2 separate regions of the Mus musculus genome follow, and region 1 is linked to region 2. Evidence: chromatin contacts called from public HiChIP or PLAC-seq data. All regions are on one chromosome and are shown on one strand. The core of a region is the stretch at or near the end of the contact, and the rest is flanking DNA. Distances in the headings are between cores, read along the strand shown.

Region 1 (6,366 bases), core at 781-3,280, 160 kb after region 2:
TTTTGCTATTGGCTTCTGCCAGTCATAATTAGGATTTCTATTGCTTTGATGAAACACCATAACCAAACAGGAAGTTGGTAGGGAATTATTTGGAATAACTCGGTATTCATCATGAAGGAAGTCAGGACAGGAGCTCAAACAGGGCAGGAACCTGGAGGCAGGAGCTGCTGCAGGGGCCATGGAGGGTGCTGCTTACTGGTTAACCTGCTTTCTTACAGAACCCAGAACCACCAGCTTAGGGATGGCACCACCCACAGCAGACTGGGCTCTCCCCACATTGATCACCAATTAAGAAAATGTCTTAAAGCTGGATCTTAGGGAGGCGATTTCTCAGTTAAGGTTTGCTCCTTACTCTAGCTTGTGTCGGGCTGACAGACGAGCCAGCCAGCACACTGCCCCTCCCCCACCGAATACCCCAGCCTTCACTTGCTCACGTGGCAGGCCCCTGCCTTCTGGAGGAATCTCAGTGATCCTGAGAGGCAGGAAGATGTTTTAGGGTTCCATCACTCTGACAAAATACCCGTGGAAATGAGAAAGGAAAGATTTATCTGGGCTCCCAGTTTCATAGTGGAGCAGGGTATGTGGACAGCTGAACTTGTGCCGGGTCAGATGGCAGCAGAAGGGCCTGCCTGCGGGATGGAAGCCTCCCTTCTCAGATGCTGCCACGTGGCCTGATATTCTTTTGCCACTCTCTTTGCTGGCAGCCCATGCTCCTGGTGGCTCCTCATGCATGCGTGTGTCCGTGTAGCCACGTTTCCTCTCACAAGGACAGTGGGTTAGATCGGGGCCCATTCTGTGATCTCATTTAACTCAGTGGGCCTCTTTCAAGGACCTGTCTCCAAATGCAACCATATTCTGAGGTGCTGAGGTTGGGGCTTCAACTTGTGACTACTGGGGACCGAGACTCAGCCTGAAAATTCTCTAAAGCCAGGCCATAGATAAAGCTGCAGGTATTGGGATGCTGTGCTCCTTTTGGGGCAAGCAAAATGCTCACAGCTTGATTATGGTGATAATCGCACATCTCTGGAAAAACCCCACCGAAAGCCCACTGAGTCACAGGCTTTCAAGGGGGGAGTTTTGAGTATATGAATCACATACCTCAATTTTTAAAACTATTTTTAATTATGTATATACATGTCTGTCTCTGTATGTTCCTGTGCATGCAGTCGGAGGCCAGAGGCATTAGATACCTCTGGAGCTGGTGGTTGGGAGCTGGGTCCTCTGTAAGAGCATGCACGCTCTTAATCTCGGAGGTGTCTATCCAGTTCCTGTTTCAACCTTCTGTATAAGAAAGCATCCTGCAAAAGGTCAAGAAGGGGTTATATAGGTGGCTATGGGGGAAGAGAAGGGAAGGGAAGGGTGGAATCTGAAGCCCTGTGATAGCAGTCTGCGATGACTGCCAGTCTCCCACATAAGCCCTAAGAATGCTCTGCCCCCATTGCCAGCGTCTTTGACAAACCACCTGCCAGGACTTCTTTCCACCATCCAACACCCCTCAGCCCCGTTGCTCAGCTACAGAAAACAGAGCATGGTTTGCTGCTGGGAATCACAAAGCCAAGAAACAGAAGGAGCGCGCTTGGTGGGAGGGGGCTGGGCTGGAGGCGGAGCATGTGGCCAGCCAGAGCCAGGCAGCGGCTGTGGTCCTGTAGCCCCTCCCTGCCTAGAGGATGCGGCTGCTGGGCTTAGAAAAGCAACTTCCTTTCCAGGGGCGTCTGGGAGACTCAGAATTGTCTTGCCTGCTTCCTCACTTTCTGTAACTGTTCCTGTGGTTTGCCCACTTTGAGCCTCAGCCAGTTTGCAGCATCAAGGAGCTGCTGCTTCAGTGTACTCTGTGAAAGGGCTCTCTGCCTGTGTTTCCTAACTGCTTCCAGAACTGGCTTGTGCATCTTTTTGTTTTGGGGTACACACAGGCACAGGCAAGCTAACTGTCCAACACGTCACAGTATAAAAAAAGTCTAACTCTGTTTTTAAAATGCTGTAATTTTAAAATTGACGCACATTTTTGTTGTTGTTGTTGTTCCTGTGACAGGATGGCCCAGATCTTGAGAGACCATTTTAAAACGCCAAAGAAACACAGGGGGTGTCACACCCAAGTGGAGGACAAAGAGAAGGCAGCACAGCAGACCTTGCCGGAACAGGTAGCCACTATTTGTGTCGTTGTGAACAAAGGGAGCCAGTCTTGTCTTTGATCTTTCTCTATTTAACGGCTCAGTAAATATTCTGACCACAAAGCTACAATGAGCAGCGGGACATACCACTGCACACTTAGAACGGCAGTCAGTAGCTCCAGACAATTAAAACTGTAAGAACGTAAAATTACAACAAAGTTGTTGGGTTTTTTTGTTTGTTTTTTGTTTGTTTGTTTGTTTTTTGTTTCTTAAAATCAGTCTCAGTCTGTCATCCGAGGTCGCATGGTGAATGAAAATAGCTCAAAAGAATTATATGGAAAGTCTATGAACAAAGGCTCCTTGTTCTACGGCGCCCTCTGGTGGGGCTGAGAGGAAATAGCATTTCTGAAGCGAGGGACACACGTGGCTTAAAACAGGCCCCAAATGCTTCCCTGGCGTCCATTCCAGTCACTGTGACACCAAGGATCAAACTCTGCAAACCCTCCTGTGTTCTGTGAATCGTTTCTTTTTTATTTATTTATTTTTTTGGTTTTTCTTTTCGGGATAGGGTTTTTTTCTGTGTAGCCTCGACTACCCTTAAACTCCCTTTGTAGACCAGGCTGGCCAAGAACTCAGTGCCACCCCCACCTGGCTTGCCTTCCTTCCTTCCTTCCTTCCTTCCTTCCTTCCTTCCTTCCTTCCTTCCTTCCTTCCTTCCTATTTTAATTATTTTACCCTTGAGTTTTAAAATCCAGAAACTTGAGGTCTAGAGGGGAGACTGTGTCTCTACCTCAGGTAGATACTGAGACCACGGTTCTGAGTCGGAGGACCCTTCCCACTCCTCTGGATCCCCAGCTAATGAAGGGAGAGCAGGCCAGGCAGTTAGTTTTGGAGACTTGGTGGAGGGAATTTGGTTCCTTTGAAGGAGGCCAGTGGCCACTAAGGTGGGTGGTGGATGGGAGACACTGGGCGGCATCAGAAGTGGCCGCTGCATGTATCGGGCAGCAATCAGGCTGCAGGGCACAGGGACACGGCTAAGCATGTGGGGTTGAGGAGCAAGACCAGAGTGTACAGACTCTTTCCTGGGACCCCGATTCTGCCGTTTGGGCCCAAGCAGTACCAATTCACCCCTCTGTTTGGTGGTGAATGGGCTGAGGCTGTGAGCTTAGGGCCTGTGCACCAGCGTAGACAGAAGAATGAGGGCTGGCAAAGACAGGGAAAGAATTGGAACCATGAAGCCATCTCAAGAGTCTTAGTGCTCTAGGACAGGGAGTGGTCTTATTTGGGAAGGAATTCATTTGACCTGCTTGGTACTCACCTGATACATCAGGCATTTGAGACTCGTGGTACACAATCACCAACTGCCCCAGATTTCTGTATCTCACGGCTGACTAGATTTCTAATTAAGCACAATGAAGAAAAACACCCCCTTCATTATTGTTCACAGATTAAAGGATACTAATGAGAGATCCATGGACTTCTAAAACAACCAAACCCCCATGGTTCAGTACCAGAAAACGCGTAGATTTAGTCTTCAATGCCACACACCCATCTCACAACCCCTGAAGGCCCACACATAGGCACACATATACAAACTCGAACACACAAAGACCAAGAAGACATATTTTAAAAGATGGCCAAGCTGGGTGGTGGTGACATATACATTTGATCCCAGCATTTGGTGGGGGAGAGGCAAGCAGATCTCTATAAGTTCAAGGCCAGCCTGGTCTACAAATTGAGTTCTAGGACTGCAAGGGATACACAGAGAAACCTTGTTTTGAAAAACCCAATAAGAAAAAAAAAAAGATGGCGAGACAGAAGCCAAGCTTCATGGTGTAGGGTGGAGCCATGGGAGCTTCAGAGTGAACTGTCCCTGTTTTAAAAAAACCTCTTTGTACACTGGGGAGAGAGTCAAGTGCTTTCTGCACAAGGATAAGCAGCCAGGTGTGAGCGCACACCTAACCTGTGATTGTAGCATTGGGAAATAGGGATGGCTGGATCCCTGGGGTTCACTGTCCTGCCAGCCTTGCCTGCTTGGTGTGTTCCAGGCTGTCCTGAGGGACAACACCCGGGGTTGACTGTGGCCTTCACATATACACATTGTGCACACACACACACCCATACCACACCTACTCTTACACACTTATTTAATAGAGAGAGAAACAGGACTGGAGAGATGGCTTGGTGGTTAAGAGCGCTTGCTGCTCTCTCAGAGGACCTGGGCTTGAGTCCCAGCATCCTCCTGGTGGCTCATGACCATCCTTGACTCAAGTTCCAGGGGATCTGGCACTTTCTTTTGGTCTCTGCCACAATTGGAACACAAGTGGTGAATATATACGCATGCTGGTTAAACGCCTTTCCATCATTATGGCTTCTATGGCTGTGTTGAAGCACAATGGCCCAAACAGGGGCTATGAAAGGGTTGATTTATCTTACATCTCGCACTCCACCATCTACGGAAGCCATTGCCATGAAATTACAGCTGGAATCTGGAGGCAGGAACTGGAGCATATGCTACAGAGGAGCCTGGCTTATTATGTTGTATAAAATATGGTATGATGGAGCAGGAGGGGAGGGGTGCCTTAGTGGGCCCATGCAGAGGCACCCCCTGAGATACCAGCCGTACTGATGGGCCTAGTATAAAAGGAAGTTTATTTGAGACCTGGGAAGGGGTATGGAGAAGGGAGTAGAGGCAGAGAAAGAAAGAGAGGAATAAAGGGGGAAGAGAGAGAGAGAATAGACGGAGGGGAGGAGGAAGACAGAGGGAGGGGTAAGGGAAGGAGAGCCGGAGAGGGAAGAGAGATTGACCATGAGCAGCCCTTATATGACTGGCTTACTGGCTTGTACCTCCAGATGCTAGGTAACTGTTGGGCAGAGCCTAGAGGAAATGCTAACACTGCTTACTGGCTTGATTCCCCACTGCTCGCTCAGTTGGCCTTGTAATACCCAGGACCAACCAGCCAGGGGCGGCCCCACCCACATTAGTCATTAAGCAAGAAAATGTACCACAGGCTTGCCCACAGGCCAATCTAGTGGGGCATATTTTCTCAATTGAGATTTCCTCTCCCCAAATGACTCTAGCTTGTGACATAAAACTAGCTGGAACCATACTCATACCTATTATTATTATTATTTTATTATTAAAGTACAGGAGAAACAACTTAAAGACCTGGCCTACAGTGGTCAGCTGTGTGAGAGCTTGTCCCATCTCGTACAGGAGAGCCCTCTAAGAGCCACTCAGCAACCTCACCTCTAGGGTTCTCTCCAGATATCGCTGGCAGAAGGGCAAAATAAGCTGAAGCCTGTGTTGTGGACGACAGGTTGAGCCGTGTGGCCACTCTGAAGTTTTACACATCTGAGAGAACAGTAAACTTGGGCACTCTGGTCTCTAATGAGGTCTTTTCCTAGCAGCCCCCCCCCCCAGCTGCTACTGGGCCCCCTGGGGTGGACCCCTCAAGCCCACCCTTGGGAGAACAGTTAAGTTTATGAACCTTTCCTGGGGCAGGGTGGGTAAGTAGCTGACACCTTTCGAAGAGGTCACTGATATGGAAATAATTCCTCCTGTCACCGGCTCTCCAGGCCCGAGTCAGTCCCCAAACCTGCCTCAGGGATCTCCCACCTTCCCCCCTCCCTCCCCCCCCCCAACACCCCTAGATGGAATTAAAATACTCCCATGCCCTTCTGTTGGCAAGATGACTTAGTGTCAAACGCCTCGGTCCTGGCAGGAGGGCAGGATTACCATTTGATTAGTATGCACATAAGATGTTGTCTGAGCCCAAATACACAAGTTGGGAAATCAAAGGGCTCCCTTTCACACCCCTTTCCAGCTCCATCCTGAACGTTTATTTTGTTTTGAAACAACTTCCTCAGTTTCCTTCCTAAAAAAGAAAGGGGGAATCTCCATTTTAAAGTGAAACCCCCACCCCAACCCCCCCCCCCCCAACACACACACACACAGTTGAGTGACACGGCAATCAGCCCTTTCTGGGTCCCTCTCCACAGCTGAAGGTGAGACTCTCATATACATCCCCAGGAAATCTAGGAGCTACAAAGGGCTTGTGTTTTGTCTGGAATCTATATCAACACTCAAGTACTCTGTGTGTGTGTGTGTGTGTGTGTGTGTGTGTGTGTGTGTGTGTGTGTGTGTGTGTGTGTGTGATAATTACTAAAACATTGCATACTTCCAATTACGTCTCCACAAATAAATGTACAATGACTTTACCAAAATATTTGTGGGTATTGAAGAGTGGGTTTCCTA
Region 2 (6,515 bases), core at 3,350-5,849:
TCTCAGCACCCACATAACACTCAGTGTGGCAGCGAACATCTGTAACACCAGTTCCAGGGAGACAGAAACGGGAGGATCCTTTGATCTTCCCAATCAACCAGTCTACCTGCCCCACAAATGGCAGGTTCCAAATTTAATGAGAACTTCTGTCTCAAAAAGGAATGTGGGAAGAGCGTGGGATGGGCTCAGCAGGTCAGAGCTTAATCCCCAGGACCCACTGTGGGAGAGAGAACCAACTCCCCAAAGTTGTCCTCCGAGCGCCATCTGGGCATGCTGGCCTCTGTGTGCTCACCAACACCCCCAAAAAGTACAGTCACACACACACTCACACAAATAAAAATTATTCACAAATGCATATGTGGATGGGTCCACACACACACATACAGAGAGAGAGAGAGAGAGAGAGAGAGAGAGAGAGAGAGAGAGAATATAGGCCACATTAGATTTGTACCCAAATAGGAAGGCTTGCAGAAGATTATCTTGCTGTTACTTTCCAGATAAGCTAAATTTTCCGCTGCGGTCTGACTTGTGTGGTTTTAGAAGTAATGTACCTGCTGAGAGTGAGTCCTGGCATACAGCAGGCGTGAGCTTAGTCCTCATTTCCCAGACCCACTCAACCCATAGCCTTGCCGAGTAGGACCACTCAGTGATGGGTGATCTTTTTCACCAGCTCAACTTTCTCTTTAAAGGAAGGCTTTGCAAACTGTACCGTTGAGAATGTGCTGAGGAATGCAACTCAATTGCTCCATAAGTGTTTGTCTAATGGCTTCTTCCCTGAATCCAAGGCCACCTTCCTCAGTGTCACTCATTTATTTACCCATGGTGTCCAGTCTCACCCTTAAGACTCTAAGCCAGCCAGGCGGTGGTGGCACACACCTTTAATCCCAGCACTTGGGAGGCAGAGGCAGGCGGATTTCTGAGTTCGAGGCCAGCCTGGTCTACAAAGTGAGTTCTAGGACAGCCAGGGCTACACAGAGAAACCCTGTCTCAAAAAACAAACAAACAAACAAACAGACTCTAAGCCAAAATAACCCTTTCCTCCATTTCAGTTTTCTTTATCTGGTATTTTTTCCACAGGGACAAAAAGCTAATGAGCACAAGGATGCATAGACTTTGGTGTAGACGGCTTCATTTTACCTGGATCTGGTTTTCTGAATTACTTATGAATTACTTGGGGGCTTGGGGTACACATGGTAGGAGAATAAGAAAAATAAACATGAATTTGTGAGGATTATGGGGAATCTCTGCCACCCAAAATTATTTTGTCCAGCTTTTCCTATTTTGACAAAAGTCCTTGTATGCACAAATACAATAGCTATATTAAGAATCTAACATTTCTTTTGTTATTAAACTATGGGAGAAAGATGTAAAGTTGATGAGTTCTAAAAAAAAAAAAAATCAGTGAAACCAGAGACAAAAAAAAAAAAAAAAAAAAGAACTATAGAATCCAACGACACCCAAACCCATCCTAAAAAATAGTACAATCCTGTACATTCTAACTAGTCAAAGGAAAGGGAACAAGTAGCTCATAGTGAGTGCAGCTCTGTATGACTGTGTACATCCACAGTGAGCATAGCTCTGCGTCTCTGTGTATTCCCACAGCAAGTGAACACAGCCCAGCGTCTCCGGGCCCACCCACAGAGTTCCACAGACAACTGTGCACACTGGAATAGACAACTTAAAGTGGACCAAATCTCTGATGTACACAAACTCCCAAAACTGGCAAAAGAAGGGCCAATCATAGTGGTTCATGCCTATAATCCCAAGACTTGAAAGGACCAAGGCAGGAGGATTGACAAAAGCTGGAAGACAGATTGGTCTGGTCTACACTGTAGGCTTAAGGCCATCCATCCAGATCCTGCCTCAAATACTATTATAACAGCAAGAGAGAGGAAGGAACAGGAAGGGAAGGAAGGGGAGGGGAGGGAAGGGGAGGGGAGGGGAAGGGGAAAGGGGGAAGGGAAGGGAAGGGGGAAGGGAAGGGGAGGGGAGGGGAGGGGAGGGGAGGGGAGGGGAGGGAAGGGAAGGGAAGGGAAGGGGAGGGGAGGGAGAACGGAAGGGAAGGGAGAACGGAAGGGAAGGGAGAAGGGAAGGGAGAAGGGAAGGGAGAAGGGAAGGGAGAAGGGAAGGTAAAAAGGGAAGGGAGAAGGAAAGGGAAAAGGGAAGTGAAGGGAAAAGGGAAGGGAAGGGAAAAGGAAGGGAAAAGGGAAGGGAAGGGAAAAGGGAAGGGAAGGGAAGGGAAGGGGAGAGAGAGAGAGAGAGAGAGAGAGGGAGGGAGGGAGGGAGGGAGGGAGGGAGGGAGGGAGGAAGGAAGGAAGGAAGGAAGGAAGGAAGGAAGGAAGGAAGGAAAAGATCTCATCAAATAAAACAAGGAAGAGAAATGGTTGACCTAAGGTCCATCTAGAGACCCTGAACTGAATCCAAGACCTTTCAACAAAGGAAATGTCGAGTGCTACGTGAAGACACTGATCACCCCCCCCCCTCAGAAAACTTGAAACAAAGCAAGCCATACAGGGGGAGTGAGTCTTTGCTCATTTGTAATGAGAGTGGTTTGGTGATGCCAAACAGATAAAACAGAAGAAGCAAAGGCGCCACACCAGTGTCTTTCACAAAGAAAACAATAGAGAAAAATACCATCAAGCCAAATCCCATTGTGGATGAAGTTATATGATGACCAACCTGTTGTTTTCAATATTGAAAACCAATGTGATCTGATATACTGATAGCCTAAAAATAATGCATGAGTCGACCAATTGAGATGACAGGAAAATCTTTCATTAGATAAAATTCAATACACAATTACAACTTAAAAATCTCAAACTAGTGGCTGCAGAGATGGCTCTTGCAGAGGACCCAAGTCCCAAAGCACGTCACGTCATGTCACATCATGTCACATCACGTAAGACTTCCAACCACTGTATCTCCAGCCCCAAGGCATCTGGCACCCTCTTCTGACCTTCATGGGCACCCATACACATCTCTCTCTCTCTCTCTCTCTCTACACACACACACATACACATATACACACATACACACACACATACATACACACATACACACACACACATACACACATACACACACACACACACACACACACACACACACACACTAACTTTCCTAAGGAGAAAGTGAATTGGATGCCAGCTTTTGTGACCAGATCTCTCACACTCCTGCCGCCAAGCCATCCCCACCAGGAAGGGCTCTACCCTCATGCTGTGAGCTATACTAAATCCTCCTTTCCCTGAGTTGCCTCTGTTGGATAGTTTGTCACAGCAATGAGCAAAGTTAATGCGGGCACTTCTCAGTTTCTTCATCTCAAAATCAGAAATGGCCACACCCACTTAATCAGCTTCTGACTTTAGAAACACATTGGCTTTTTTATTTTTCTAATAGAGAAAAGGGAGGTAGCTTCTTTTCTCTTTTTTCCTTCATTTACTACTTCAGGCAGGAAGACTCCAGGACCTGCTCTCTGGGATCAGTTCCTTTGCTGCCCTGTTCACAGTATTCAGAAAAGCACATAGGTTCTTTGCTAGATGACGAGAGTATGACTGTACTATTACTACAATTACTGTACTATTACTAGTTCAAGTGATTTGCATGAAGCCACATCCAGGATGAAGAATAGAGATGGGCCCTAATCTGTCATGACTGCTCAGATGCCCCATCTTCCAGCAACATCCACATGCGGAGACCAGAGACTCCCTCATCCTGTCATTTGAACCTTCATGAAGGCTTCACCATGCAGGCATGATTGAAGATGGACAATTGCACCAAGCTGATTGAGTAGATGGATGTGAAGGGATGCTGTTGGACTGTGGGGAAAGCCCAGCACTGCCTGTCCAACCTCAGCATCCTTGGCCTCTCTGTCCAGCATGCCTTCCTCCAGGATATGAGCCAGGGCTCCATTGTAGTGATGAGGGTCTCATAAGTCCTTATTGGGCAGGTTTGATCTAAGTGGTTGTCCCATGCTCTGAGCACACTCCTGATGTGTGCTGGGCTTGTCCCACTTTCTGAACACGTACTTCTTGTCTGTCAGCCACTCTGGGAAAGCCCCACTTGTTCCAGTGGGCCTGTTACACCTGTCTCAGTTTCAGGTCCCCAGACTGAGCAACCTTTAGTGGAGACGCTGTGTGCTGTCCCTGAGAGCAGCCTGGCTTCCTGATCCGGCCTGGGGTGGGAGGGGATAGGGCCTTTGTTTTCCTCTCCACTTTGATTCTCATGAAAGAAATCAGGTCTTCTGGTCCTTGTCACCCAAGAGCATGCTTTCAGATTCCAGCCCCTGAGGATGCACCTGAACCAACATCTCTGCCCTCCCTTGGATCTTAACATCTGCAGGGGTTTCTCTGTTTTCTGGATTCCTTCCCAGTGTCTTCTGTTTCCAGACCTACCCCATGTGCCTGTTCTGTACAGTCACGGTTAAACTGTCGCACCGTCAGTCATCACTTCAGCCTTCTTGGTGAGGGCCCTCATGGATCTTGTCAGGCCGAGTGAGGGAAATGAGGCAGCTCCTCCAGATGGAAGCGGCTTACAGGAGGGGACATGTTTGTTACGACACCTGGAAGCCCACACAGGCTCAGCACTAACTATAAATGCAGGCTTCTGCTTCCTCTTACACTGTAGGAAGTGGCAAACAGCCTTGCTCCTTCTAACAAGAAGGGGGGGGGCTGCAGCCCTGCAATTTCTCCTACGTGCCCCCTCGAAGAGTGCGGGGTGAGAGGCAACCAAGAGAGCAAAATCCTGGGGAGAATACAGAGGGAGCCATGGGATGGCAGGGAGGGACGAGCCTGCCATGGTTGCGATGTCCAACTGGTTCCAGATTTGACAGCACCAGGGAGAACAGATAGATGCTTGCTGCACAGGGTGAGAACACAGCAACTAGGACCCAAAGCCTTCTGGGAAGCCAAACAAGGGTCGCATCTGCTCCCAACTTGGAGGCTGAGGCACAGAGCCCTCTTAACTCCCATGGAGCGCTCTAGGGTTGGCGGGAGAAGTGGAGAGGTGCAAGAACCTGGAACCAGGCTTCTGCAGCACAAGCTGGCTTGTGGGTGGGGACCAGTGTCACAGATATAAATGTTGCCATTTCCTGAGAGAAGAGGAATTCAGCTTCTGTGGCTGACAGGGAAGAGAACGTTCTCCCATCCAAGATGGGCACAAGGAAGGAGACTTGGGTATACCATAAAGGACCCCTTCAAAGTTTGCCAAAGAAGTGTGACAGTGGAACTGACTCCTTCCAAAACCATGGGTTTGTCTGAGAGTAACATAGCAGGCAGCCGCAGCCATGTGCAGAGCCCGTAGAGGGCTGCTGTCGGGTAACGATGAGCCTGGAATTTACCTGAGCAAAGACAGAACAGGCAGGAGGGAAACTCCCACAGCTCAGCCTCTTGTGGGCTGAAGCAATCTCTCCCCGGGGGCTAGAAAGACTGGTGTACTGAAGACATGACTGACAGACAACCCCAGATCTAACTCTACCTATGTCTCCATTTATCTACCCAGATCTGTTTCAGATCTGTTGGAGGCTATCTATGAGCTCCCAACATCTTAAATATATTATTCGTTGATTATATAAGTAGGCCAGTGGTTGAACTGAGACTTCAATTTTGAGGGGGGTGAAGAAACTTAAATTGAGCTAACATCAGAATCAAATGAGAGAACTGGTTTGAAAATTAAGCATCCTGAACTTTCTGGGTCCTGTTCTTGGAAGATCTGAGGTGTGGGCTTTTAGGAGCGGCCCCTGTATAGAAGGAGCCTACAACGACCCTTCCTGTTAAAAAGCTGTTTTGTTGGGTGGGGTGGTCCTCATGAAGAAGCAGTGATCTCTGAGAACTTTCGGTGTCCTGGGTCCACACCAGATTTTAGAGTGGTCTTCAGTACAAAGAAGAGGAACTCTAGGGCCCTCTGTGGGACTCTACGATGGGAATGTAAGGTCTTCTATGGAGGGAATGGGTAGGGTACCTTTTGGATATAATGAGTCAGGTTATTGGTCAATGTAAGACCCACTGCCCTCTTTTCTAGAGGCCACAGATCAGCAATTTTCTGAGAAACCCAGGTTGGACTTTTGCCCACAAGTCTTACGCCCTCCATTTTATAACACTGAGTAGAAGGTGGCCCTTGGCCCACTGCAGCAGTGGTCTAGAGGTGAGCCTTGCATCAGATGCAGGCTCTGGTGGATTATGCCTGATCACTGAACACATGGACAAGGTTGGAAGTGGAGAGTGTGGCATCTGTGTAGATGGCCAAAGACTCCCTGGAGGAACTCAGATGAGGGCAACGGATGGCTTCTTCATCTTCCTGCCCCGAGGCAACAGATGAAGGATCTTCATCTCCATCACTTCTCTTAGAGCAAAGCCGAGTAACCAAAGGGAACACAGAAGTCTGCTCTCTCGGCCACTCTCTCTCTGGGAGCCCTTTTCTTCTTTCCTCCTCTTTTTGGGTCTCCACAGCCCACAACTTCTACTTAGGGAATTTTGTGCACCAGGCAAAGTATAGAGTGCATGGAGATACACCCACAGACC

What was found. HiChIP or PLAC-seq counts read pairs in DNA pulled down with a chosen protein or histone mark.
Region 1: a contact with region 2 is called in an H3K4me3 HiChIP or PLAC-seq map of bone marrow-derived macrophages, with 2.9 times the contacts expected there. The contact joins the promoter of T2 here to the enhancer-like site in region 2. A contact is called at or near these places in 1 of 39 promoter capture datasets (macrophages), 1 of 15 datasets of contacts at CTCF or cohesin (large pre-B cells), 10 of 484 Hi-C or Micro-C datasets (B cells, CD4 T cells, the MNK3 cell line and 5 more), 7 of 115 datasets of contacts at active chromatin or transcription factors (the 230-238 cell line, the SCID.adh cell line, bone marrow-derived dendritic cells and 4 more) and 2 of 9 other capture datasets (adipose tissue and liver).

The regions. Positions count from the first base shown.
Region 1 is chr17:8,370,366-8,376,731 of GRCm38.p6, forward strand. It overlaps T2 (brachyury 2), which reads left to right and starts at 2,031. Exons shown (of 11, transcript NM_001161832.1): 1 at 2,031-2,138. The coding sequence starts at 2,031.
Region 2 is chr17:8,206,287-8,212,801 of GRCm38.p6, forward strand. No RefSeq gene overlaps it. Among named protein-coding and RNA genes, the nearest start is that of Ccr6, 26 kb to the right of the region's middle. Within about 2 kb of position 4,600, at least 41 of the 459 cell types and tissues checked have an H3K27ac peak or open chromatin away from gene starts, as enhancers often do. A contact at or near this core is called in the MNK3 cell line, bone marrow-derived macrophages, microglia and 2 more, where this site is marked.